Regions from separate parts of the Mus musculus genome. Here all the other regions are linked to region 1. A link is a contact called in public promoter capture Hi-C data. All regions are on one chromosome and are shown on one strand. The core of a region is the stretch at or near the end of the contact, and the rest is flanking DNA. Distances in the headings are between cores, read along the strand shown. Region 1 holds the start of Adcy3 (adenylate cyclase 3). Region 2 has its middle 21 kb from the start of Gm31938. Region 3 holds the start of Itsn2 (intersectin 2). Region 4 overlaps Ncoa1 (nuclear receptor coactivator 1).

What was found. Promoter capture Hi-C pulls out the DNA fragments that hold promoters and counts their contacts.
Region 2: a promoter capture Hi-C map of hematopoietic stem and progenitor cells shows a contact between it and region 1, with 5 times the contacts expected there. The contact joins the enhancer-like site here to the promoter of Adcy3 in region 1. A contact is called at or near these places in 23 of 39 promoter capture datasets (the 3T3-L1 cell line, the C10 cell line, the HPC-7 cell line and 14 more), 7 of 484 Hi-C or Micro-C datasets (the HL-1 cell line, bone marrow-derived macrophages, embryonic stem cells and 1 more), 20 of 115 datasets of contacts at active chromatin or transcription factors (T-cell acute lymphoblastic leukemia, embryonic basal ganglia, embryonic forebrain and 8 more) and 1 of 9 other capture datasets (liver).
Region 3: a contact with region 1 is called in a promoter capture Hi-C map of second pharyngeal arch cranial neural crest. The contact joins the promoter of Itsn2 here to the promoter of Adcy3 in region 1. A contact is called at or near these places in 8 of 39 promoter capture datasets (the 3T3-L1 cell line, cranial neural crest, embryonic stem cells and 5 more), 6 of 115 datasets of contacts at active chromatin or transcription factors (effector CD8 T cells, embryonic limb bud, embryonic stem cells and 3 more) and 2 of 9 other capture datasets (embryonic stem cells and liver).
Region 4: a contact with region 1 is called in a promoter capture Hi-C map of stem cell-derived epiblast-like cells, with 7 times the contacts expected there. The contact joins the enhancer-like site here to the promoter of Adcy3 in region 1. A contact is called at or near these places in 13 of 39 promoter capture datasets (the 3T3-L1 cell line, the HPC-7 cell line, HPC-7-derived erythroid cells and 6 more), 13 of 484 Hi-C or Micro-C datasets (embryonic stem cells and stem cell-derived epiblast-like cells) and 11 of 115 datasets of contacts at active chromatin or transcription factors (embryonic stem cells, large pre-B cells and stem cell-derived neural progenitor cells).

The regions. Positions count from the first base shown.
Region 1 is chr12:4,130,206-4,136,100 of GRCm38.p6, forward strand. Adcy3 (adenylate cyclase 3) reads left to right here and starts at 3,948. Exons shown (of 21, transcript NM_138305.3): 1 at 3,948-4,795. The coding sequence starts at 4,121.
Region 2 is chr12:4,541,635-4,547,727 of GRCm38.p6, forward strand. No RefSeq gene overlaps it. Among named protein-coding and RNA genes, the nearest start is that of Gm31938, 21 kb to the left of the region's middle. Within about 2 kb of position 3,972, at least 52 of the 459 cell types and tissues checked have an H3K27ac peak or open chromatin away from gene starts, as enhancers often do. A contact at or near this core is called in bone marrow-derived macrophages and hematopoietic stem and progenitor cells, where this site is marked.
Region 3 is chr12:4,590,900-4,596,609 of GRCm38.p6, forward strand. It overlaps Itsn2 (intersectin 2), which reads left to right and starts at 2,109. Exons shown (of 40, transcript NM_001198968.2): 1 at 2,109-2,333. Gm3625 (predicted gene 3625) reads right to left here and starts at 2,832. Exons shown (of 1, transcript NR_169069.1): 1 at 1-2,832.
Region 4 is chr12:4,389,148-4,395,189 of GRCm38.p6, forward strand. All of the region lies in intron 2 of Ncoa1 (nuclear receptor coactivator 1), which reads right to left. Among named protein-coding and RNA genes, the nearest start is that of Gm51963, 67 kb to the right of the region's middle. Within about 2 kb of position 3,679, at least 18 of the 459 cell types and tissues checked have an H3K27ac peak or open chromatin away from gene starts, as enhancers often do. A contact at or near this core is called in embryonic stem cells, epiblast stem cells and stem cell-derived epiblast-like cells, where this site is marked.

The DNA of each region.
Region 1 (5,895 bases), core at 2,698-5,197:
CATCTTATGTTGTCCATGCTGGCCTCAAGCTTGATTTGTAGGACATTGGGCTTATGCTGCTCATCCTCTGGAATGCTGGGATTACAGGTGTGTGCCACCCTACCTGGTTTATACCATGCTGGGAATTGAACCTGGAGCCTCATACATGCTAAGCAAGCACTCTTCCCACTGAACTACATCCCCAGACCCAAGGATGATTAGTCTTAAATGTCCTTTGACCTGAATGCTTGTGGTACCAGAGAAGAAAGCTGGGTGTCTGCCTCGGGGGCAGGGGGAGGGCAGCCAGTGCCCTTATATACAGTACCATCTCTTTCAGGGATCAGCCATTGGCTCTGCTAGAGTATCTGTTATGCTAGTGCAGAGACCCTGGGAAGCATCCTGGTCCACACAGGTGAATTCCTGATCTCCTTCATGGTGGGCTGAGGCAATGAGCGGCTCCTCTGAGTTGAAATATTCACCCCATACATGTAACTGCCAGGGAGGCCTCAGCTGACCTCCTACCATCTTCCAGGACCCACAAGAAAGAACACACCACTGACTGAGAATTAGGGCAGGCTTGGGCTGTGCTGCAGGCTTTTCTGTTGCAGGCCATGTGGCTCTAGGTACCTATGATGCATGCCTTGTAGGCCCAATCAGACCCTCCCTTTCCAACCTGGCAGGCTCTTGTCCAATTGTAAAGTCACTGGGAACTGTGAACGGTATCTACCCGAGGGTCTGTCTTGTTGGTAGATGTGGTGCCTGGCAGAGCTGGCAGAGGATGAGGCCAGCTCTTATGGTTTCTCCAATGTCCACTTGGCTCTTAGAGCAGGCAAACAGGTTCCTATACCAATTGGTAAGGCACCCTGGAGGATTCTGGAGGACAATGAGTGGATAGCAAGGAAGAGGCCAGCACTGTCTATATGGAGCCCTCTCCCTTTGCAAAACTAGGTGAAGGGGCTGGACAGATGGCTCCGTGGTTAAGCACACTGACTGCTCTTGAAGAAGACCCAGGTTTGGTTCCTAGCACCCATGTGGTGGCTCAATCTGTCCCTAATTCCTGTGTCCAGAGATCCAGTGACTTCTTTTGGCTTCTTTGTGCACTGGGCATGCACACAGCATAAACACACGCACAAAGCATAAACATACACACACAGGGGCCGAATACTCATATGCAGAAAATATAAATAATTCTTTAAACAGTCAGGGTGGAGAGTGGGGCTGGGACATTGGCAGGACTGGAAGGCCTAACAAGGAAGCTCAGGTCAGGGTCCAGGCATATGATGTGCCCTTGACACACAACGGACTAGAGAGGAGCCCAAGGGTTGGAAGACTCAGAGATGTAATATGAGTGTCCTTGTGTCAAAACAAATCCCATGAGGTGTGGTGGTACACCCTTTTAATCCCAGAATTTAGGAGTCAGAGGCTCCTAGATTTCTAAAATGAGGCCAGCCTGGTTTATGAAACAAGTTCCAGGACAGCCAGGGTTACATGGAGAAATCATCTCAAAAAACTAAACTAAACTAAACTAAACTAAGTAAGTAAGTAAGAAAGTAAGTAAATAACTGGTTTTAAAAAAAAAAAAAGTTTTTTGCTTGCCTGTGTGTATGCGCAGTGTGTATGCATTTCTGGAGTGTCTGTTGCTCGCAGAGGCCAGAAGAGGGTGCCAAATCTCCTAGAACTAAAGTTATAGATTGTGAGCCACTCAGTGTGGGTGCTGGAGACCGAACCTGGATCCTTTGTAAGAATAGCAAGTGCTCTTAACCACTGTAGGCACTGGGACTGAACCTAGACCTTGTATAAGGAATGTCCTCTAGCACTGAGCTGCGTCCCTAGCAGTTCAGGTATACCTCACTTAATGGTTTTCTTTTATGAGACAAGGTCTCACATAGCCCAGGCTTCAGACTTGCTGAGCAGCTCTGGGTGACCTTGAACTTTTGATTGTGCTGGGATCTCAGGCATTTAATACCTCTGGTTTGCAATGCTGGGATGCAGGCCTCTTGGATGCTAGTCAGAAACTAACATTCACAGCCTAGCCACTAGCTTTTCTCCCCCCCCCCTTTTGAAAATCAATGAATTCCTTTGTTAAAAGTAAAAACCACATCCTTTATCGTCATGTAACAAGTTGCAATAAATTCCTGGACCCCAAACAACTTAAACTGATGGGGCTGGTGCTTTGTACAGAGTTCACCCTCCGCCTCTATTTGAAGTTAGTTATTGTGCTTTGCCTTTCTAATCAAAGCCCTGGAGAGTGTGGGCTGAGGCACGTGGGAGGGATGGGGAGTGCAGGGTGGGGGGTACTGATCTTGTCAGACAATTTGAGGGACACCCATACACACAGCAATGGAAGACCAATTAAGTGATGGACTATTCCCTGGGTGTTGTGAATGTATGCCTGAAGTTCTAAATGGACATCTATCCCTGAGTGACAGGGCATCCCTCGCTAGCTCCCCATCCCCTGTGTCTGTTTTTCTTCTCTCATCTTTAGCTGCCCCCAAAGCTTGATCCCTTAATGCTGAGGGCTGTCCTCAGTCCCTTGAGCACATTTTCTTCTAAAACGACTTTCACTCCTAACAAGGTGTTCTGTCAAATTCAAGGAAAATAATTGATGCTACGGCTTAGGAGATGGACAGGTCCAAAAGGAGCATTTGCTTCTTTAAGGAAGAACTCAAATACATCCCAATTGGTTGGATGTGCACTGGAGATCTTCGTGAAGCAAGGCCTCTTTCAGGTCCACGTGCCAGGCACCAATCAAGCTACTTCAGTCCTCTTTTGTCACCAGTTTCGGCTGCTTATTCCCTCGAAGAGAGATCAAGCCCCACGCTTGACGTCTGGGCTGCCAGGGTGGGCGGAGACACTGAGATGGGGCGCGCCCACTCAGGGAGCTGCCCCCAAACCTCAGCCCGAGGCCTCTCCTGTCCCCGGAAGGAAGCCAGGGTAGAAGAAGGGCGGCCGGGGTGCCCCAGCACGCCTCACCTTCAGGGAAGATACGTCCCGGGCTTTGATCTTCCGTAACACGGCCTGTTTGGGGGCAAGGCGCAGATTCGCCTCGTTCCTTTCTATCTGCCACCAATTCGGCGTTTCCACGCAGTCGTCGCCGGGCGCTGGCAAGAGGGAGACACCGGGGACAGCGAGGGGGCCCCTCCACCCGGCGCCCAGGAGGCGGCGACAAGGCGGGGAGGGGCCGCCCGCCTCCTGGGGCCTGCGGCGCGTGTGAATCAGTGTGCAGAGCGCAGCGCACGGACTCGGCTGGCTCGCCCTGCGTGCGGGGAGAGGATGCTGGCAAGCTGCCCCGGCCTGGGCCCGCCATCCGCAGCGCGCGCCGCCGCCGTCCTCTGCGCCCACCGATGCTGAGCCGCAGCCTCGCGCCTCTCCCAGCCTGACCCGGGGCCTGACCGCGAGGGGACCCGCGCACAGGCTCCGGGTGGACGAGCTGGCGCGGCGGCACTGCGGGAAGCAGCCTGCGGCTCGCTGAAGCCCACTTGGCTTGGCTCCGCAGCCCCGGTTTGGAGCGCGCGGCTCCCGAGTTCCCGCACAGGTCAGCGCCAAGCTACGACCCAGGGCTGGATGGACTTCCACGAGGCTGCAGAGCCCGAGGTTGGGAAGGGGCTGGATTCTCCCAGGGGTGGGTGGGGGAAAGGAAGTAAACAGAAGGGAGATGAGGGAATCCCCAGGACCGCTCCGGCTCCTTCCAGGCACGTTTTCTTTTCAGCTTGGAGCCAGTGGGCCTGAAGGGAATTTAGGTGAGGAAGTCAGGGATAGAGCCGGGCATACAAGGAATGGAGAGATGGCTAGGCCCCTCCAGAAGCCCGACGCAGGAAACCGGGTGTCTGGTGTGGACTGGACTGAGTGTGTGGGCGTGCTTGGGAGGCTGTGGTGTTGGAGGCTTGTGTAGCATGGATCTGTATGAGGGGTAGGTTGGGTCAAGGAAAGAGGCGCCATGTCCTTAGCCATGTCCTTTTAAGTTGCAGATGTTCGGTGCCACCTGTGTCCTGGGAACCCACTAAGCATTCCAGCTCCAGTTGGACGCCCTTCATTCATAACCAAGAGGAACCTCCCCGCCTTCCCCGGGTCTTACGAAGCCCTGGTGAAGTGGCTTGACCTGCAGGTCTCCCTTCCTCATTAGAAACAGCCAGCAGCCAACATGCCGAGGAACCAGGGCTTCTCGGATCCCGAGTACTCGGCAGAGTACTCAGCTGAATACTCGGTCAGCCTGCCCTCTGACCCCGACCGCGGGGTCGGCCGGACCCATGAAATTTCTGTGCGGAACTCGGGGTCCTGCCTGTGCCTGCCTCGCTTTATGCGGCTGACCTTCGTGCCTGAGTCCTTGGAGAACCTCTACCAGACCTACTTCAAAAGGCAGCGCCATGAGACCCTGCTGGTGCTGGTGGTCTTTGCGGCCCTCTTTGACTGCTACGTGGTAGTGATGTGCGCGGTGGTCTTCTCCAGCGACAAGCTGGCGCCCCTCATGGTGGCAGGCTTCGGTCTGGTGTTGGACATCATCCTTTTCGTGCTCTGTAAAAAGGGGCTGCTCCCGGACCGAGTGAGCCGCAAAGTGGTACCCTACCTGCTGTGGCTGCTCATCTCGGCCCAGATCTTCTCCTACCTGGGCCTGAACTTTTCACGGGCCCACGCAGCCAGTGACACTGTGGGTTGGCAGGCTTTCTTTGTCTTCTCCTTCTTCATAACGCTGCCCCTCAGCCTCAGCCCCATCGTGATCATCTCTGTGGTCTCCTGTGTTGTGCACACGCTTGTGTTGGGGGTCACTGTGGCCCAGCAGCAGCAGGATGAGCTGGAAGGGATGCAGCTGCTGAGGGAGGTGAGTCCCACCCTCCTCCCTATCTGTCTATTGTATTCCTTCTCTTCCAGCCAAGTGTCACTCAGGTGGGATTGCTTTCAATGCCAGGAGTTGAACACGTCCTGAGCGGCCTTGGGGTCCCAGTTGTCAGTTCAGAGGACTACCTCTCAGCCCCTGGGAGTGTGCACCCCGATGTCATATGGTGTTTTTCCTAGAGAAAGAACACTGGGCCTCGGGGCCACTCAGCCAACTGTGCCTGGTTGGAGTTGGTGACAGCACCTTGGATCTTGGTGTGGAGGAAGTCTTGCTCAGCCAGTCTATGACCCAGGTCAAGAGACGGCTTGTGGCAAACTCTGCTTAACTCCAGATGGTGTTTGACTTGTGGGGGTTCAGTGCTCTCAGTCAAATGGGGATCCTGTCTGCCCTGGATGCAGAAGTGGCTGTTATCAAGATCCAAGGGAACAGAGATGAAAGCCTGTTAGGTTATGTGAAGAGCTTAAGGAGGGAAGGCGTGGTTATTAGATACCCTGCTTCTTCCTTAGAGCTCAGAGCATCACCAGCAGATAGGTGATGTAAGGGAGGGTGGTCTCCCATAGAAGGCAGAAGTGGGGACACAACCGGGACGGTTGTCATAGCCGCTGTGGTGTGGAGTGTGGTGTTGCGGCCTAGCAGGCTAGTTCCACTGAAGGCGTGGACAGTTGAGATTCAGCTTTGCTGATTTGCGTTCCCACCAAGTGCTGCGAGAGATGGGCTGTGATTCTGGTCTGAATTATCTGGTCATCCTTTAAAAGGCTCCCCAGAGACGTGAGTCAATGCGTTCTGTATCTTACGACACACTTTCCAGTTTTCCGTATGTGACCAGAGAGCAGGGAAGTGGCCAGGAACAGCCATCAGGTTTCTTCCGTCTGCTTCCAGAGGTCTTTACCCACATCTCACTGTGGCTTCTGTCTTACCAAAGCCTTTGTCATTGTCTGCTTGGGTTTGGGGCATGGCTTACAGTGGTACCTCTGGTGACAGAACTTTGAGGGGCCTGTTCCATTGCCTCCCAGCTGTTTAGAGGGAAACATGGCTTCTGCTGGGTTTTTAACTTTTTTTCTAGGTCTTGGTACAACGTTCTTTCT
Region 2 (6,093 bases), core at 2,722-5,221, 410 kb after region 1:
CAGTTCTTACATGATATTTCTATGCACGCCAAGTTTCCCAAAATTTCGTAATTCATATCACAGACAAGGGCAGATTTTCTAAACCATTAAATGTCCCTCTGAAGGCGGAGATTCCCTAATTGTCTCTTGATTGGGTCAATAAAGAAGGCAGAAGCCAATCGCTAGGCGAAGGATAAGGCAGAATTTCCGGGCTGGACTGGAGGAGAGGGGGACACTGGGAGCATTGTTAATTTGGATCAGGCTGTGGAGCAGAGACGGCGTAGCCAACTTGTAACTCTCGGGGACTCACAGCGGAGGCCAAGGAGGATGGGGCAGGATATTCTTCGCCCAGGCTTTGAGTTATCTGGTCAGGTTTTTTTTTTTTTTTTTTCCGAGACAGGGTTTCTCTGTGCAGCCCTGGCTCTCCTGGAACTCACTCTGTAGACCAGGCTGGCCTCGAACTCAGAAATCCGCCTGCCTCTGCCTCCCAAGTGCTGGGATTAAAGGTGTGCGCCACCACCGCCCAGTTCTGGTCAGTTTTAAAGTATAAAAGTTTCTAGTGTATTTTCTTTCTAGGAGCTAAAGGGAGCTGAGTGAGATGGCCATTGCTGGCACAGGGCATTTAAAAAGATCACACAAACATCCCTCCTAATAAATAAGAAAATTGGAGTCTTGAGATGGCTCCGCAGGTTAAGAAAACTGCTGTGCACTCTGACAGACTGAGCACCCCCCTCCCCCGACCCCCTGAGAGGGTGGAAGTAGAAAATTGCTCCTCCCTTGTTGTTCTTTAGCCTCTGCATGAACACTGTGGCGCAGCCTTCCGCGCACATCTGCATGAACACTGTGGCGCAACCGCCCGCAACATCTGCATGAAAGACCCTGGCTCACGCACACATAAAAGTGAGGTTTGAAATGAGAGTGCATTATTTGTTCACCTATAGATCCGAGCAATCTGAAAGCTTGATGAGCTTGCATTTGTCAAGGCTGCAGGAAGACTTCTATTATGCTGCTGGTACAAGTGTGGACTGGTGCAACTCCTCCAGAGGAGAAATAGGAAAACACTCGTCAAAATGACAGTCCTGGCTGGAGGTGCAGCTCAGTGGTGAAATGCTTGCCTCGCATGGCCCTGAGTTCAAGTTCCAGTAAATTACCATGGGGTGTACTGTACTGGTTTGTTTAAATGACAGCAAAGAATTATATTTTATGTAAATTACACCTTATTTTAATAAGTTAGTGTTGGTATCCTTGAGATAAATGTCATATTGACTTTAAAGAGAGTAAGTATGATCTATTAATATTATGTTATTATACTGGCTAGTTTTGTGTCAACTTGACACAGCTGGAGTTATCACAGAGAAAGAAGCTTCAGTTGAGGAAATACCTCCATGAGATCCAACTGTAAGGCATTTTCTCCATTAGTGATCAAGAGGGAAAGGTCCCTTATTGGTGGGACCATCTCTGAGCTGGTAGTCTTGGTATATAAGAGAGCAGGCTGAGCAAGCCAGGGGAAGCAAGCCAGTAAAGAATATCCCTCCATGGCCTCTGCATCAGCTCCTGCTTCCTGACCTGCTTGAGTTCCAGTCCTGACTTCCTTTGGTGATGAACAGCAGTATGGAAGTGTAAGCCGAATAAACCCTTTCCTCCCCAACCTGCTTCTTGGTCATGATGTTTGTGCAGGAATAGAAACCCTGACTAAGACAGTTATGTAATGAATCTTGATGTAGTAAGTTGAAAACTGGGGTGAAGATCTGGATATAGTGGCACACATCTGGAATCCCAGCACTTGAGAGGCTAAGGCAAAAGGATCTTAAGTTCAAAGACAGCCTGAGCTACCTAGCAAGCTCCACTCTAGCTTGGTTTTATAGTGTGATCCTGTCACAAAACTACCAATTAAATAAGCATATAAATGAAAAGTTGAGGGCACAGAATGGTATATGAGCAAAACCAAAAGCTGTCAAATATCTAGTCATATGTACATGCCAGTGTATATACATGTGTTATGTGTAGACTTATGCACACACTGATGATCTTTGGGAAGGAAACCTAGGACATAGAGTCAGGAGATGGGCTTTCCTGGTACCTGTCTATATTATGTACATATTTAATTATAGTATGCATTATTTTTCAAATATAATAATACTTTAAGCCTTGGGGAAAGACCAGGAATGGTGGCTCACACCTTTAATCCCAGCATTCAGGAAGCAAATGCAAGTAGATCTCTGAGAGCTTGAGGCCAGCCTGGTCTACATAACAAGTTCTACACCAGGCAGGGCTACAAGACCTCTATTAAGACCCCATCTCGGGTTGGAGAAATGGCTCAGAGATTAAGAGCACTGACTAATCTTCCAAAGGTCTTGAGTTTAGTTCCCAGCAACCACATGATGGCTCACAAACATCCATAATGAGATCTAACGCCCTCTTCTGGAGTGTCTAAAGACAGCTACATATAATAAATAAATCTTTAAAAAAAAAAAAAGCCAGGCAGTGGTGGCGCACGCCTTTAATCCCAGCACTCGGGAGGCAGAGGCAGGAGGATTTCTGAGTTCGAGGCCAGCCTGGTCTACAAAGTGAGTTCCAGGACAGTCAGGGCTATACAGAGAAACCCTGTCTCAAAAAAACAAAAAACAAACAAACAAAAAACTCAACAAAACTAACAAACAAAAATCTTGGAAAGAAATTTTAAGCACATATACCCCTTTATACAAGAAAACAAAGTCCACTTCTACAAGTTTATTTCAAATATACTCTCAAGGTCTGGGATGTAGCTAAGTGATAGAGTACTTTCCTCCTATACAGGAGGTCTGAGGTTCTGTCCTGAAAGAAAAATAAATAAAAAAGACGACACACCCAAGGTTAGGTTGACATATGTACATGTTTGTTTATGGTAGCACTGTTTATAATTGCCACAGTTTGGAGTCAGTCAAAATACCCATAGTAGGAGGACACTGTTGAAACCATGTGTTACGAAACTGTGACATCCTGAGAGGCAGTCAAAAGGAAGGAGGAAGCTCTGTAGGCAAGAAGATGGAAGTAAGGCCAAGTCTCCTTTGGTGGACCAGGAAGTGACTGTGTAGGGAAGCCACTTGCTGTGCAGGTGTGAGGACCAGAGTTTGGGTCCCCAGAGCCCACAGAAAAGCTGGGCAGTCCATGACTACCACGTTAGGGAAGATGGCGGCAGCAAGGCAGCCAAGGCATTGGAGCAGGTCCTGAGAGCTCACATCTTTATCCACAAAGCCTGAGGCAGACGGAGAGAGGTAGAGGGGCTAATGGGGAATAACATGGGATTTTAAAACCTCAAAACTCACTACTCCAGGCACCGCCCCAATGACATACCTGCTCCAACAATGCCACACCAATCCTTCCCAAACTCTTCCACCTACTGGGGAACCAAGTGTACAAAAATATAAGCTTATGGGAGCCGTTCTCACCTGGCTCAAAGGAATTAAGAAAAGAATTCTTTGTTGCCTATTGTTATGTCAACTCGACACAAGCTAGAGTAATCGGAAGAGAGGGAACCTCAACTGAGAAACTGCCTCGGTATGGGACTGTAACACTCTTTCTTTCTTTCTTTCTTTCTTTCTTTCTTTCTTTCTTTCTTTCTTTCTTTCTTTCTTTCTTTTTGTTTTTCTAGACAGGGTTTCTCTGTGCAGCCCTGGCTCTCCTGGAACTCACTCTGTAGACCAGGCTGGCCTCAAACTCAGAAATCTGCCTGCCTCTGCCTCCCAAGTGCTGGGATTAAAGGCGTATGCCACCACTGCCCAGCAAGCATACTTTCTTAATTAGTGATTGATAGGGGAGGACCCAGACCATTGTGGGTGGGGCCACCCTCCTCCCATCTATAATAAGAGAGCAGACTGAGCAAGCCATGATGATCAAACCAGTAAACAGCCCTCCATTACCTCCACATCAGCTTCTGCTTCCAGGTCCCTGCCTAGTTTGAGTTCCTGCCCTGACTTCCTTTCAGTAATGGACCACAAATGAAAGTGCAAGCCAAATACACCCTTCCCTCCCCAACTTGTTTTTGGTCATAGTATTTCACCACAGCAACAGAACCCTAACTAAGACAAAGAGGAACTGCAGTTACAGAGGATGGAAAGGAGAAGGAAAGTGTGTACTTTAGAGCTTATCTATTAAAAATAAAACTCTGGCTGGCCTGGTGGTGTGCACCTTTAATCCCAGCACTCAGGAGGCAGAAGCAGGCAGATCTCTGTGAGTTCAAGACTACCATGGACTATGAAGCAAGTTCCAGGACAGTAAGGGCTACACAGAGGAACCCTGTCTTGAAAAACTAACAAAAACCCCAAATAAATAAATAAATCTCTGCATCCAGACACAGCATTTCTCATACAATTGTATGGCGTTCGACAGAGGAGTCGCTTATGAAGATTAACTTTAGTCAATAATATAATCCATGTGTCCTTTAGTGCCATAAAGAGATAGAAATTATTGTCTGTTTTCCATTGTGCATAAAAAATAAACTGGAAGCAGGGGCTCAACATTTGACAGCACTGCTGTGCTTCTAGAAGACCCAGGTTCAAGTCTCCACTCCCACATCATGGCTCACAACTGCCCGTAACTCTAGTTCCAGGGCTTCTGATACCACAGACCCCTGTGGGCACTGCATGCTCGTGGGACACAGACTAGACATACACACAGGCAAACCACACATACATAAAACAAATAAAAAAATTAACAAGCCCGGCCTGTTTCTGGGTATAAGGATAAACTGGTTATAGCCACTAGCCTTACCCTGTATCTTCAAACCCATTACAAAAGTTTTCTTACAGTTTGACAGAGATGAGGACACCTAAGGTAGAAAGTGGGAAAAGTTGCCAAAGGGCAGGGTTGGAGACTTAGCTCAGAGGTAGAGTGCTTTCTTAGCAAGCAAAAGGTCCTGGGATCTGTTCTCAGATCCTGGGGTGGGGGATGGGATGAGGGCGGGATGGAGTGGGAGGGGAGTCACCAAAGGGAAAGCTGGTAGTTATCCACTTGGAAACTTTTCTGCAGAGAAAAATTTCTCCACAATGCTCTGCATCTCCAGATGCAGACTCAAATGGCCCCCAGCCAGACACAGTCAGCGTGGCCACAGCAGCTGTGTCAGCCTGCTGTGCCTGCTTCCCACACCCGGGCTGTTGGATCGAAATGGCCAGAGAAACTTGAGACTCACACTCTAAGATAACTTCAGGAGAGGCGTATGCATACCAATAACTTGTCAGTGTTTCTAGGTATGGACAATACTATCTTATTCCACAGTGTTGAGAAATTGTTTCTATTCCAAAAGGAACAAACACGTGTGGCCTGTCTTGAAGAAACTGCTCCTAGGACACACTGCTGTTGCAAAGATTAGATTGCATTGAACGTGGACTACAGAGATTGCTAACTTAAACTCTTCTAGGACAAGTGGGAATTATTATTCAGTGAGGTGGACTAAAACTTTTGGACACTAGTTATATGCATTGGGCCAGGCAGTGGTGGCATACGCCTTTAATTCCAGGCAGAGGCAGGTGGATTTCTGAATTCGAAGCCAGCCTGGTCTACAGAGTGAGTTCCAGGACAGCCAGGGCTACACAGAGAAACCCTGTCTCGAAAAACCAAAAAAAAAAAAAAAAAAAGAAAGAAAGAAAGAAAAAGGAAAAGGAAAAGGAAAGAAGAGAAGAGAAGAGAAGAGAAGAGAAAAGAAAAGAAAAGAAAAGAAAAGAAAAGAAAAGAAAAGAAAAGAAGAGAAGAGAAAAGAGAAGAAGAGAAAAGAAAAGAAAAGGAGAGCCGGGCGTTGGTGGCGCACGCCTTTAATCCCAGCACTTGGGAGGCAGAGGCAGGCGGATTTCTGAGTTCGAGGCCAGCCTGGTCTACAGAGTGAGTTCCAGGAGAGCCAGGGCTACACAGAGAAACCCTGTCTCGAAAAAAAAAAAAAAAAGAAAGAAAGAAAAGAAAAGAAAGTATGTTACCAGACTATCAGCTCTCAGACTATCATCATCGCCATAGCGATTGGCGGGCTCATATCCCCTCGGGAACACTCTAGCAGGTCCTACACGTTGTGGTGCAAGATCCCAGCACCCACCGCCACTTCTGAGCGGCTCCATTTGAAACTCTTTACCAGAGCAGAGGCTTTGCTCC
Region 3 (5,710 bases), core at 859-3,358, 460 kb after region 1:
CTGACTATTTCAGGTGCTGAAGTTTTTGCTGGACACTGAGTGCTCTGGTATTTGGCTAAAGAAGACACAAGGAGAGAAGAAGGGTTTTGCAAGCCTAAAAACAAAAATCAAAAACGACAAAAAGGACTGTTTTTGCATAAGTAGGGAAAGAAAGATCTAAAGGCAGCAAGAACATTTCTTGGGTTGCTTCTGTGTTTGCCAGCCTCCAAAATTCCATTTAGCTTGCTGAACAGAAAGAACTACTGTTAGCAAGGCCTGCCCAGCAATCTGAGAATCCTTCATTTCTTTTCTTCCCTCATTACTTATATCCACTAAGTAAGTCCAGATTTATTCCAGAATCGCATATGTATGTATAAGAGAAGCTAGGCTAGAGGAGGCCCTCATACTCTACATTGTGACAGGATAGATTGATCTCAAGTTCTGAATAGAAACTGGAATTATCAGCACTTGGGAGACAAAGGCAGGCAGATCACTGTGACTCTGAGGCCAGCCTGGTCTACAAAGAGAGTTCTAAGACAGCCAAGGCTATACAGAGAGACCATCCCCCCCCCCCAAAAAAAAACCCTAAAACCAAACAAAAAAAATCCCAAGTTGTTGACTTAGTGTTTGGGATACTGCAGGCAGACATACAGAACTCCAATTTCTGATAGCTCTGCAGTTTCTTCAAGGGAGGCCTTTAAATGCACCTGCGTCCCACCGCCCTCCTCTCAAGGATCCAGCAACCTCAACAGAAAGAAGGCAAGGTGAATGTTACCAAGTCCCGAACACCAAAATGCAAGCCAAGGGCTAATTGAAGAGTTAAGAAAACACCGTGAGAGCAAGAAAACCCTGTTTATCACCATCAATGTTTGCTAAATTCCTCCTAAGAGTTGGTTGTCCAGTTCAGTTGGCCCTGAGCATCTCCGCAATCTCTTTCAAGTCAGACTTTCTATCTGCATCAGCCCCAACAGGGGTCAGTGAAGCCTGGGGTCATCTGATCTACACATATCTCTCACATTTCAATTGAAATCATAGGGATACTAATGTTTGAAAACATCCATTTATTTATGGGATTTTTAAAAAACAATTTTTATATAGCCTAGACTGACCTCAAATTCACAATCCTTCTCAGCAGTCAGACTGATGCGACTCGTTCTCTGTGTGCAGGGGTTACAGGCACGCACCAGTTTACGTTATGAGTTTTGCATCTCAGTACACTTCCTTCCATGGAAACCTTACACTCCCATTTTGCCCATTAGGGACCATCATTTCCTCATCCTCAACCTTAAGAAAGCTTTTTTTTTGTCCAGGGGGTGCTGTTGCCTCTGTCAAACAGCAGATAAAGAATGGTGATTTGAGTGAGGAAACCACAGAATAGAAATAAGTTCTAAGTATGAGTTTCTCCTATTAGATGGGTAAGGATGTTTAGCTTCTGCAAGCAGAAAAGTCCGGGACGGTCTTCCTGTCTGTCATGAGCTTGCTCTTGTGTGTGAACAGAGGGATGCTTTTTCTCAGTCTCTGTCTCTGTCTCTGTCTCTGTGTCTCTGTCTCTCTCTCTTTCTCTCTCTCTCTCTCTCTCTCTGTGTGTGTGTGTGTGTGTGTGATGGTGAATGGACAGCTAACTCTTGGGTGTGGTAAAATCCTTTAAGGAGAGTCCTTGAGAAGGATCTGCAGCAAAGGTGGAGGCAACTCCTTTGCACCTCTAACTTCCCCATTCTCAGGAAAGGCTTGCTCACATGTTAACGAAGAGACCTTCAGTGAATAAGAAGGTTCCAGCTTGAGAGACAGCAAGCTCCATGTGTGGTCCAACGGGGATGTCCTGGACATCTCTTGGCCCTTTCCAAAACCTTAGGGTCCTGTGGCAGGAAATGTCCCACCCAGTCCCCGGCAAGTCACCTCGAAGAGGAGGAGCCAGGTGGGGGGTCTTGGCAGCTCCTGGAAGGGCTGTCAGCCGCGGAGCTTCGGGACCTGGCGGGAGGAGAAGCATTTCGGCCCACGCCTTCCACGGTTCCGGGGGCGAGGAGGAGCGCCACGCAGTGTCACGCTCCCCACGGTGAGGAGTAGGTGTCCCGCGGCTAGGCGGGCGGGCCGTCACTGCCCGCCCGTCGCTCGCCTCCCCGCCCCCCGGCTTCCTGCGGAGGCCGCGGCCGCCATGTTGTTGTGGGGCTGAGGCGGCGCCGGCTGAGAGCCCAGCAGCCGTGACAGGCTGCGCAACAGGTTCGCTGCGGCCGGCCTGACGACTGACCCGGCGGCGGCGGCCGCGGCACGGCAGGGTCTTCCCGGAGCTTGGCCGCGCCCACGCGCCGGTGTCGAGGAGCGCGCGGGGTCGCGCCGGGACGTGCGCGAGGCGCCAGGTGGGTGAAGCCGCCCGTCGGCGCGGCCGAGGGGCGCGGGGCAGGTGCGGCCGCCGCCGCCCCCGGGGTTCCACGGGCCGGGCAGAGGGGGCTGCGCGCCGCGCACCGCCGGGTTCAGTCCTCGGAAGCGCGTGCGGCCCCCGCCCTAGGCCCCGGCCGAGGACGGCCGTGCCGGGCGGAAACCTCCGGCCCCGGGGTTCCTGCCTCCGCCGCGGGGCGGGCGGGCCGCTCCTCTCAGAGGCCGGGAAGCCCGGGCCCCTTGCCGCGGCCTCGCTTGGCAGGTGACGGCCTCCGCCTATCGCTGGTGGCGACCGGGTTCCGGGCTTTCCTTAGGGGCATCTGGGCTGGGTGCGCGTTGCCTTGGGGACCTATTTTATTTTGGCTTAGTTGACTTTTCTTTTCTTTCTTTCTTCCTTTCTTTTCTTTTTCCTCCTTGGTCAGGGTTGCTGCAGAGTGTCAGGTGAGCCGCATCCCGGTGCGTCAAAGTAGCCGGAGTCACGAGAGGACAGTGGGCGGATGCTTGGCGTCCACTGCTCGCGTTATAACAGCTAAAGTTGAGAACTGTTAAGCGCTGACTTCTGCATTATGCATTTCTAGGGTATATATAGGAAGCACAGCGAGGAGTCTCTGTAGCCAAAGTTCACTGCTTATTTAAGGGAGAAGAGGCACCTACAAGTGCATAGTGAGTAGGTAAACCGAGGCTGCAAGTTTCATTCTGCTGAAAGACACTGTTTGCAGGTATTGGTCATGCTCTGTGTTATTCAGTGATTGTCCGTGGCAAATACACTCATTTGAAACTTGCATTCATAACGAACAGGAACATTTTGGATAGACCCAGCTACTTTACAATAGGAATTCAAGTTGACACAGAAATTACTGCCGTACTCCGTGCTTCTTGTCTGTTTCACGGCGTTTCCTACTTCCTCAGGGGACGCAAGGTGTCACTTGGAATTTTGTGTTGTTAGCTTAGTTTAGGTAGTACAGACTGGAGGCCAAACTAGGTGCTTAAGCCTTTGAGAAATTGCTAACTTCCCTTTCACGGTTTGCTGTATTGTCATCCAGTGCTAAAACCTAAAAGCAATCTAGAAACATGGCCTACAACATTTATACAAGTTGATGGGAGGCCTGCAAAATTCAGTTATGTGCTTGCCATTACGTTGGCGGTTATTCTTATGACTGGTGTGCTGCTGCTGTTCCAAGTAATGCTGGTAACCATTTAACGAAGTTAAAAAAATGTTCAACATATCCAAAGGCTCAAATCCCGATATTTCCTGAGTGTGAGGAGATATGTACATTCAGGGGATTGGATTTGTACTTTAAAAATGCATTTTTACAAAAACAGAGTAACACACACCTTTTGCCCAAACTTAGAGAATTTTTCAAGAATTTATTTTGGTCATTTTATCCTATACAAAGTGGACATTTTTTTATATAATCTTAGAAATTTTAGAGGTGTGTGTGTGTGTGTGTGTGTGTGTGTATTAAGGAGTAAAACGACCATTTTACATATTCTCAGCATGCTGTCTGCTACCAGGGGCATGAAATCTCAAGATATTTAGTTTTGATTCATCTTCAATCTAGAGTTTCACAGAGTTCCATCCTTCTGATAAAAAAATATGTATTGTGCATCACCCACTAAACTTCCTTTAGTATCACAGTGTATCTCCCATGGTGGTCATTTATAGAGCACTTACTAATATTATATTTAAATAAGTATATAAAACACTATGCTCAGTGTTTTATATACTTATTTAAAGCACATGAAGGCCTTGTAAGTAATGTCCTCCCATCAGATAGATAAGTAAAATGTTAACTTTTAACTGACTGCTCTAGGTCTCGGAGCTAGTAAGAACAAGTGTCTTGTTTCAGTTTAGAATTCTTTTAACTTCAGCACCTAAGCTCTTTCTGCAATTGCATAGATCTAAAGCTGAACATACATCTAAAATGTATTTATACTTGGCTCTTTTACAGTGGTTGCACATTGACACACCCTCCGGGGTAGAACGTGCATGTAGGTATTCTTGAGAAAGAGGAACTGAATGGGGCTTAAAGGATATGAGGCACAGAGGAAATGGGGGAGGAAACTGAACAGAAATAACAGTGAATAGACCGAGAAATAATGTATTTTCATAACTCTAAGAGTGCAACGTATTTCATTTGCAGTGTTTTGAGAGGTTCAATTAAAGGGCAGTTTCACAGCCATATGAAGACACTAAATAACGTTGTTATATACTGTCAGCCATATCAAGACACTGAATAAAACTCTGTTATTTACTGTACAGCTATTCAACTGTGATTATGGCGGACAATCAGGGAGTTACTACCAGATGGGAGACACTTAATTTGTTGTATTTAACCACCTGGCTTATGTTTTCTGAATCCTTTTCATGGTCAATGCATATTCATTTGAGGAAAGGTCTGGTTTAATAAAAATTGAGTACATGTTTACAACTCTGTTGGATAAAAGTATAGGCTCTCTAGTTAGACCTCCTACCTCAGCTCTAGTTCCAAATAGTTGTATGACCTTAAGCAAGTTTCTTTAATTCTCCAATTTCTGTTTCTTCTTCATCTTTAAAACAGGGATAATGATAGTCCCCATTTCATAGTGTTGTATGTAATATAAAGTGCTTAGTTGCTGTGCCTAGCATAAGTGCCCAGTAAGTGTTACCTGCTATCATCCCAGCCTGCTTCCTTCAGTGAGAAATCTCAAGCTAATTAGTCTGTCGTCCTCTCTGTGGTGCTGTCTCTCTTAGGTTTGTGATTTATTCTAATTACTGTAGAAAATAGCCTTTTCTTTTGGTGTTCAGTTTTTAATCAACATCAAAATGAGCCATATGAGAAGGCTAAAAAATGCATTACAAGAGTCTTCCTCTGTAGTTCCCTTCATTTCTACTACTTTGGATCATCACTTCAGTGCCTTTGGACTCAGATAGTTAAATTCTTTGCAGCTCGAAGTGGACTTAACTTGGAAGAGGCTAGTGTTGAGAGAGAACAAACGTGAGAGATCTAAATAGGCAAGGCTTTGTACTTGTCATTAGGACGGGAACAGCCTTTGCTTTGCCATTTTCTTTCTGTGTTCTCTGTCCTCCTTTCTTAGTCTTCCATCTAATATGTTTTTGTGCATTTGTAAAATGACTGCTTTAATATAAGAACCAGGTAGAACAAGTTAATACATTTTGTAATTTATGTAACATTTGGGGCATTGCTTTTTAGTGTTCATGAAATAATCCTTAGGGATTATAGGTAATTACCTCAAAGATTAGTGACAATTTCCTGTTAGTTACTTTTCTTGTTTCTATGACAAAATATTTGACAAGAAGCAACTTGAGGAACATTTTGACACACGGTTTGAGGGTACAGTCCATCACAGTGAGAGA
Region 4 (6,042 bases), core at 2,429-4,928, 260 kb after region 1:
GTAGGTCAGGGGTGGGTGAGTTAGAGTCCGATGGTTTCTATTCTACCACTGCCAATGCAGGGCACATGGAAGCCCCCCCTCAAGATACAGCAGGAAGGCCAGCTCTCCCAGCCAGAGGCATCTCAGAGCCCAGCAGTGAAGCCTGCCTGCTAGCTGGTAACAAGGCTATACAGAATGCCTGACATTGTCACTTACCCTCTCTGCCACAGGCTGGTGTCAGGGGAAGCCTCTGTGAGTTAGGCCTTTTACCTCTACACAGTAATGGGAATATGCCCCTGCAGAGGCCACATGGGGGATATTAATGAGGCACCCCTGCCTCTCTCAACCAGGAAGAAAGAGAACCAACCCCCAAGCTGAGTAATAAGAGTGGCAAGTAGGGAGTTGAACTCCTACCCACGGGTAATCAGACATCAGCCTTCCTTCCCATGCTGAAGCAACAATGGCAGAGGCTAAATACGGGGTTTATTTAGTTTTCTTTTTGAGACAGGATGTTACTTTGCATAGTACAGACTAGTGTCAAGCTTACAATCTTCCTCCCTCTGCCTTCCAAGTGTTAGAAGTTCAAAGATTCTACCACCATATCCAGCTAAACTGGGACATTTAAATAGATTGAGAATCTCAGAATACAATACCAATAATGTTCAAATATCCAATGAAAATCACTTATTTCAAAAACTAGGAATTTATTTTTAGATTTATTTTTATTATTTTTAGATCTGTGTGTGTGGGTACATGAGGAGTCAAGAGACTTCAGATTTCCCTGGAGTTGGTGCTACAGGTAGTTGTGAGCCACCTGATATGGGTGCTAGGAACCCAACTGGGGTCTCTATGAAAGGCTCTGAACCAATAAAGCCATTTCTCCAGCACCAAAAACCATGAACATTTATAACTGAATGAAAAAGGAAGATCTGTAGATACTAAGATGCTAGAGATGCTGAAATTATCCAAAAAGGGACTGTGACTGGCCATGATGAAATGAGTTGTCTGCCTTCTCTCTGTCTTTATTTTTCTCACATATTTGAAACAAAACAAACAAAATCCAAAGGAATAATATAGGGACATTAGCAAAGCAAGGGAGGCCATAAGGAGGGACTAAGGGGAGATTTCAGACTCAACCCAACAGCTAAAAGCAAAAATTGAATGGATGGGTGCAGAGGAAAGAATTGCAGGCCTGAAAGACAATAAAGCTTTGCAATTTTAACAACAGAGAGAAAGCAAACAGAGCGAGCTTCAGATCTGTGCATCATCTCACAAAAGGTAACAATTGGCCAGATTTAAACAAACAAACAAACAAAAGACATCGGGGTGGTAAATTGGTGGCAAGATGCTTCAGTGGGTAAAAGTGTTTGTTGAGAAAGACTGAGGATCTGAGTTCGATTCCCATAAGCCACACACACGAAAGCTGGAGGAGGGTGGATGCACTGTAATTCCAGCACCAGAGTGGCAAATAGGCTACCTGTCCTGGAAAAGTCAGCAAACAAGTGAAACTGAGACCTTCCCTTAACAAGGTGGTGGAACATCAAATCCACTATCAAGAGTTGCCCTCTAACCTACACACACACACACACACACACACACACACACGTGGAGGGAGAGTGAGCAAGCTTAAGTAATCTAAAACTAAAGAAAGCTCAACTAAGTATCAAGAATAATTCCCATAGAACCTTACCTCGGTTAAGCTTCAGAAAACTGAAGACACAGGAAAGGTAGGAAAAGCATGCTTTGCGTATGATGGGAAACCAACTCACGTGACAGCTGGTTTCTCATGACACACAGAGGAGGGAGAAGGAACTGCTATACACGTTTTCACTGCAGTCCTGGAATGCAATGCATCTGTGTATTCCTAACTCTTTTCTCTGGTTTCCTGTTCCTTGGTAAGCTTGAAGTCTGCTGCTGGGGTATAAGACCATGACTTGAAACAACAACAAAAGGAGAGTATGAATGATGTTGCTTTTTATTTAAAGAGTTTTAGTTTCTGATTGGCAGTAGGAAAAACTCCAGAGAGTAAACTAATCTGAAGCTTATTTTCAATCTTCTTGATAACTGGTCTATTTCTGTTTTACACTTACACCTAGGATTTAATTGTTCAGAGGTTTCCTCAAAAATCTGTAGTATTTACCAAGACCCTTCGCACTCTAGGACCAGGAAACTATTCAAAAAGACTATTGTACTGTTACGTCTCAAGTTGACACCGGCTAGAGTCATCTGGAAGAGGGAATCTCAACTGAGGAAATGCTCCCATTCGACTGGCCTGTCTGCAAGCCTGTGGTGCATTTTCTTGATTGATGTTGATGTTGATTGGGCCCATCCTACTGGGGGGTGGGGCAACCCTGGGTGAGTGGCCCTGGTGTTTTATCACAGCAACAATATCCTGACTAAAATGACTTTCCCTTAAGTAAATGGTGCTGGCAAAAATGGCAAGCCAATGGAGTAAGAGTAAATGTGATTTACATACTATACCAGCAAACAGAAAAAGGGGGAAAGGTCAAATGGATTAAATACTGAAATTAAATCTCATCATTAGAAAAAAGTGTTAACTGGAGTGAGAAGGTACCAAAGTTACAGAGTTATGTGTGAAGTAATACAAAAGAAATTCTGGAGATTTTTTTGGCATGGTAATATGAATTAACACTTAAAAATAGGTAAGATAATGAATTGTATAAAGTATTTTCTAACCAGTTTTAGTAAACATGTAAGTGAATATAGTTTCCTTTATAGTGTATAAAGGAAAATATTGATAAACCTGACTATTTATATGTATTTTGAAAGCTGAATACTAATAGTAAATAATTAACAATTAATTTTAACTATAATAATTGTATTATATTGAGATTATGGTATTTTAAAAAAATAGACAACTTTACCTTTTCTAGGGCCATAGTGAAGTATTTACAGACGAAAGGACATGATGCTTGTATTTGTTTCAAAATATGAGAGTAAAAGGTGTCGAAGAGGGTAAAAACAAAGTTGGCCCTGTGTTCTAATTGTTTGAGACAGACAAGAGTTCATTATTCTATTTTTAGCTATTTTCAAAATCAGGACCAGTGTAGTAACATTTCAAGAGCTGTGTAGATAACACCGTTAAAGGCTGCTGACGCAGCTCAGCTGGCAGACCTAACACTGACCTAACATTCAAGAAGCTCAGGGTCAGTCACCAGCATGCTGTGACCACAGGAGGTGAGGGCAGGACAATGACAAGTTCAGGGTCATCCTCAGCTACATAGCTAATTTGAGGCTAGTGTGGGCTATATGAGACCTTGTCTTTAAAAGAAAGAAAAGGCAAGCTAGCACAGTGTAGTAACTCTTAACCCCTCACCCCCCAAAAAGATGGCAATAGTTTTGAAACCAAAATATCCACTAGATTTCTAGATGAAATATAAATTACTAAATCCCATTTGTTTATTTATTTATTTACAAGTATAGAGTGGGCTGTACAACACAAGAAAGGCAGGCATGGTAACACATTTGTAATCCTGGCATTAGGAAGTAGAGAGAGGAGTGCTGTGAGTTCAAGGGCAGCCTGAGCCACAGTGTCTTAACCCACAGCAGATCTGTGTTAATCTGGGGCTAGGTAGATAGACGGCTTGGCAGTTAAAAGTACTTACTGTTCTTACAGAGAAGGGTGTGGGGGAGGTGTTCAGTTCCTCCACCCACATGGCAGCTTTCAACCACCTGTAACTCCAGTTCCAAATGATCTAGCACCCTCTATTGGACTGCTTGGGTACCAGGCATGCACACAGTGCACAGACACATCACAAACATAAAATTAAAAAACAATCAATAATAAACAAAGAATAGGTTGTGTTTTTTAGGGGCTGCGAAGATGGCACCATGGATAAAGGTTCTTGTTGCCACCACCCTGAATCCAATCCTGGGTGCACATATGGAAGGAAAGAACCAACTTCACCAGGTTGTCCCCTGACTTTCACACTGTGGCGTGAGTCCCTCATCATGTTCATATACACTTGCACACGTGCCCACACACTCATTAATACATGAGTAAAGACTTTATTTTAATCTAATTTTAAATCTGAGATTTACTCTAAGAAGCTCATTCACCTGTTTCTAACATTCAGTAACTCCTCAAAACTCTTAAAACCCATACATCTTACAAGATAGGGTTTAGTTTTACATCCTATCATTTTTGCTCTTCTGCTTATTCTCACTTTAGATCTACCGTTAAATAGTGTTAGTAAGTGACCATGCAGTAAACTACTTCCTAAAGTACAGTTCTAAGAATATAAATATGTGCATAGAAGTTTAAAACAACCATTATGTGCAAACTACAAGTTCTACACTCACCTACCCCACCAAACCAAGGCACTTTCTCATGCTTTATATGTCAAACTCCCCTAAATGCCTGGTCTGTGATTTTTCTCCATCAGCAGGGTCCTTTGCTATATACTAGGTTAGGCAAGTGGAAGCACACAGTGTACAACTGCCTGCGGCCACATTCTCTCACCCTGAACAATACTGCTACAGACCCATGCTGCTGCATGTGTCAATAAAGTCCTTCACTGCTTAGTCATCAACTTATGAATTTACCACACTTATCATTTCATACTTTCACAACCATGTGGGCTGTTTTCAGCATGTGTGGCTGTGAATAACATAGACGGATGTATTGCTTAATTAAAGATATGGACCAAGGTTGAATGTAAGTTGTTACCACTATGGGAAAGTGGAATATATGAAAATCTTGTCCAAATTTGCAACTTCTATGAGAATAGAAATTTGTTCCAGTACTAATTAATAACATAATTATACATATGTAATATTTTCATTGATCTGAGCCGTATTCAAGAGAACCAGTTTTTCTGCATCTTGGATGTCCTGGTACTGCCCTGATTTCCTATATTAGTTACGTTAAGCACTTGTTTAGTAGTGGATCATTGTATTGTCCTGGTTTCCTACACTAGTTACGTTAAGTACTTGTTTAGTAGTGGATCATTGTATTGTCCTGATTTCCTACATTAGTTACGTTAAGTACTTGTTTAGTAGTGGATCATTGTATTGTCCTGGTTTCCTACATTACATTAGTTACGTTAAGCACTTGTTTAGTAGTGGATCATTGTATTGTCCTGATTTCCTACACTAGTTACGTTAAGTACTTGTTTAGTAGTGGATCATTGTGGGTTTAATCTGAATCTCCCTGAGGCAGTGGAAAGACTGCAAGGCTCATAATTTCAACTATCTTTTCAATTGCACTTACTTCCAACTTTTGATGAAATATCTGTGTTTGATTAACTTTGTGTGTATGTGTTAGTACATGTCATGTCTGTGCAGATTATATTTGTGGAGGCTAACATGAAAATTCTTTTTCAATTACCTCTGGAATGTGAGGGCAATCTGGGTGCAACATCTGTCACCCCACTGATCGCCAGGGCTGATTCATCTGATCTGACTGTCTAGGCAGGTATGCCCTCCTGAAGCTGCACAATTGGCCAGTCCTCAGTTGATGGAAGGGACAACCTTCCCCAATAGAAGAGAACTTGTCTTTGGTTGAGGGCATATGAGTAGCTGCGCTCCCCTGATAGAACCTCCAAACAAGCTCTCAATTACCCTCTGATTTTTTTGAGGCAGAGTCTCTCACTGAACCTAGAAGCACATGATTTGCCTAAATTGCCTGCGCAGCAGGTCCCAGGCATGCTTCTCCCTCCACTGTCCAGCACTGGGACTATAACACCCAATCTTTCAAATAGATGCTAGGGATCCAAATTCAAGTCCTTATGTTTACATAGAAAGCACTTACTGGCCAGGTGTGGTGGCGCACGCCTTTAATCCCAGCACTCGGGAGGCACAGGCAGGCGGATTTCTGAGTTCGAGGCCAGCCTGGTCTACAAAGTGAGTTCCAGGATAGCCAGGGCTACACAGAGAAACCCTGTCTCGGAAAAAAAAACTAAAAAAAAAAAAGCACTTACTGACTTTTAGCCATCTCCTACAATCCCCATTTTGTTCATTTTGAAATTGGCTGTTTCTTTATTATAGAGGTTTGAGAGTTCTTTGCATGAGTTTGATACAAGTCCTTACTAGGTATGTCAT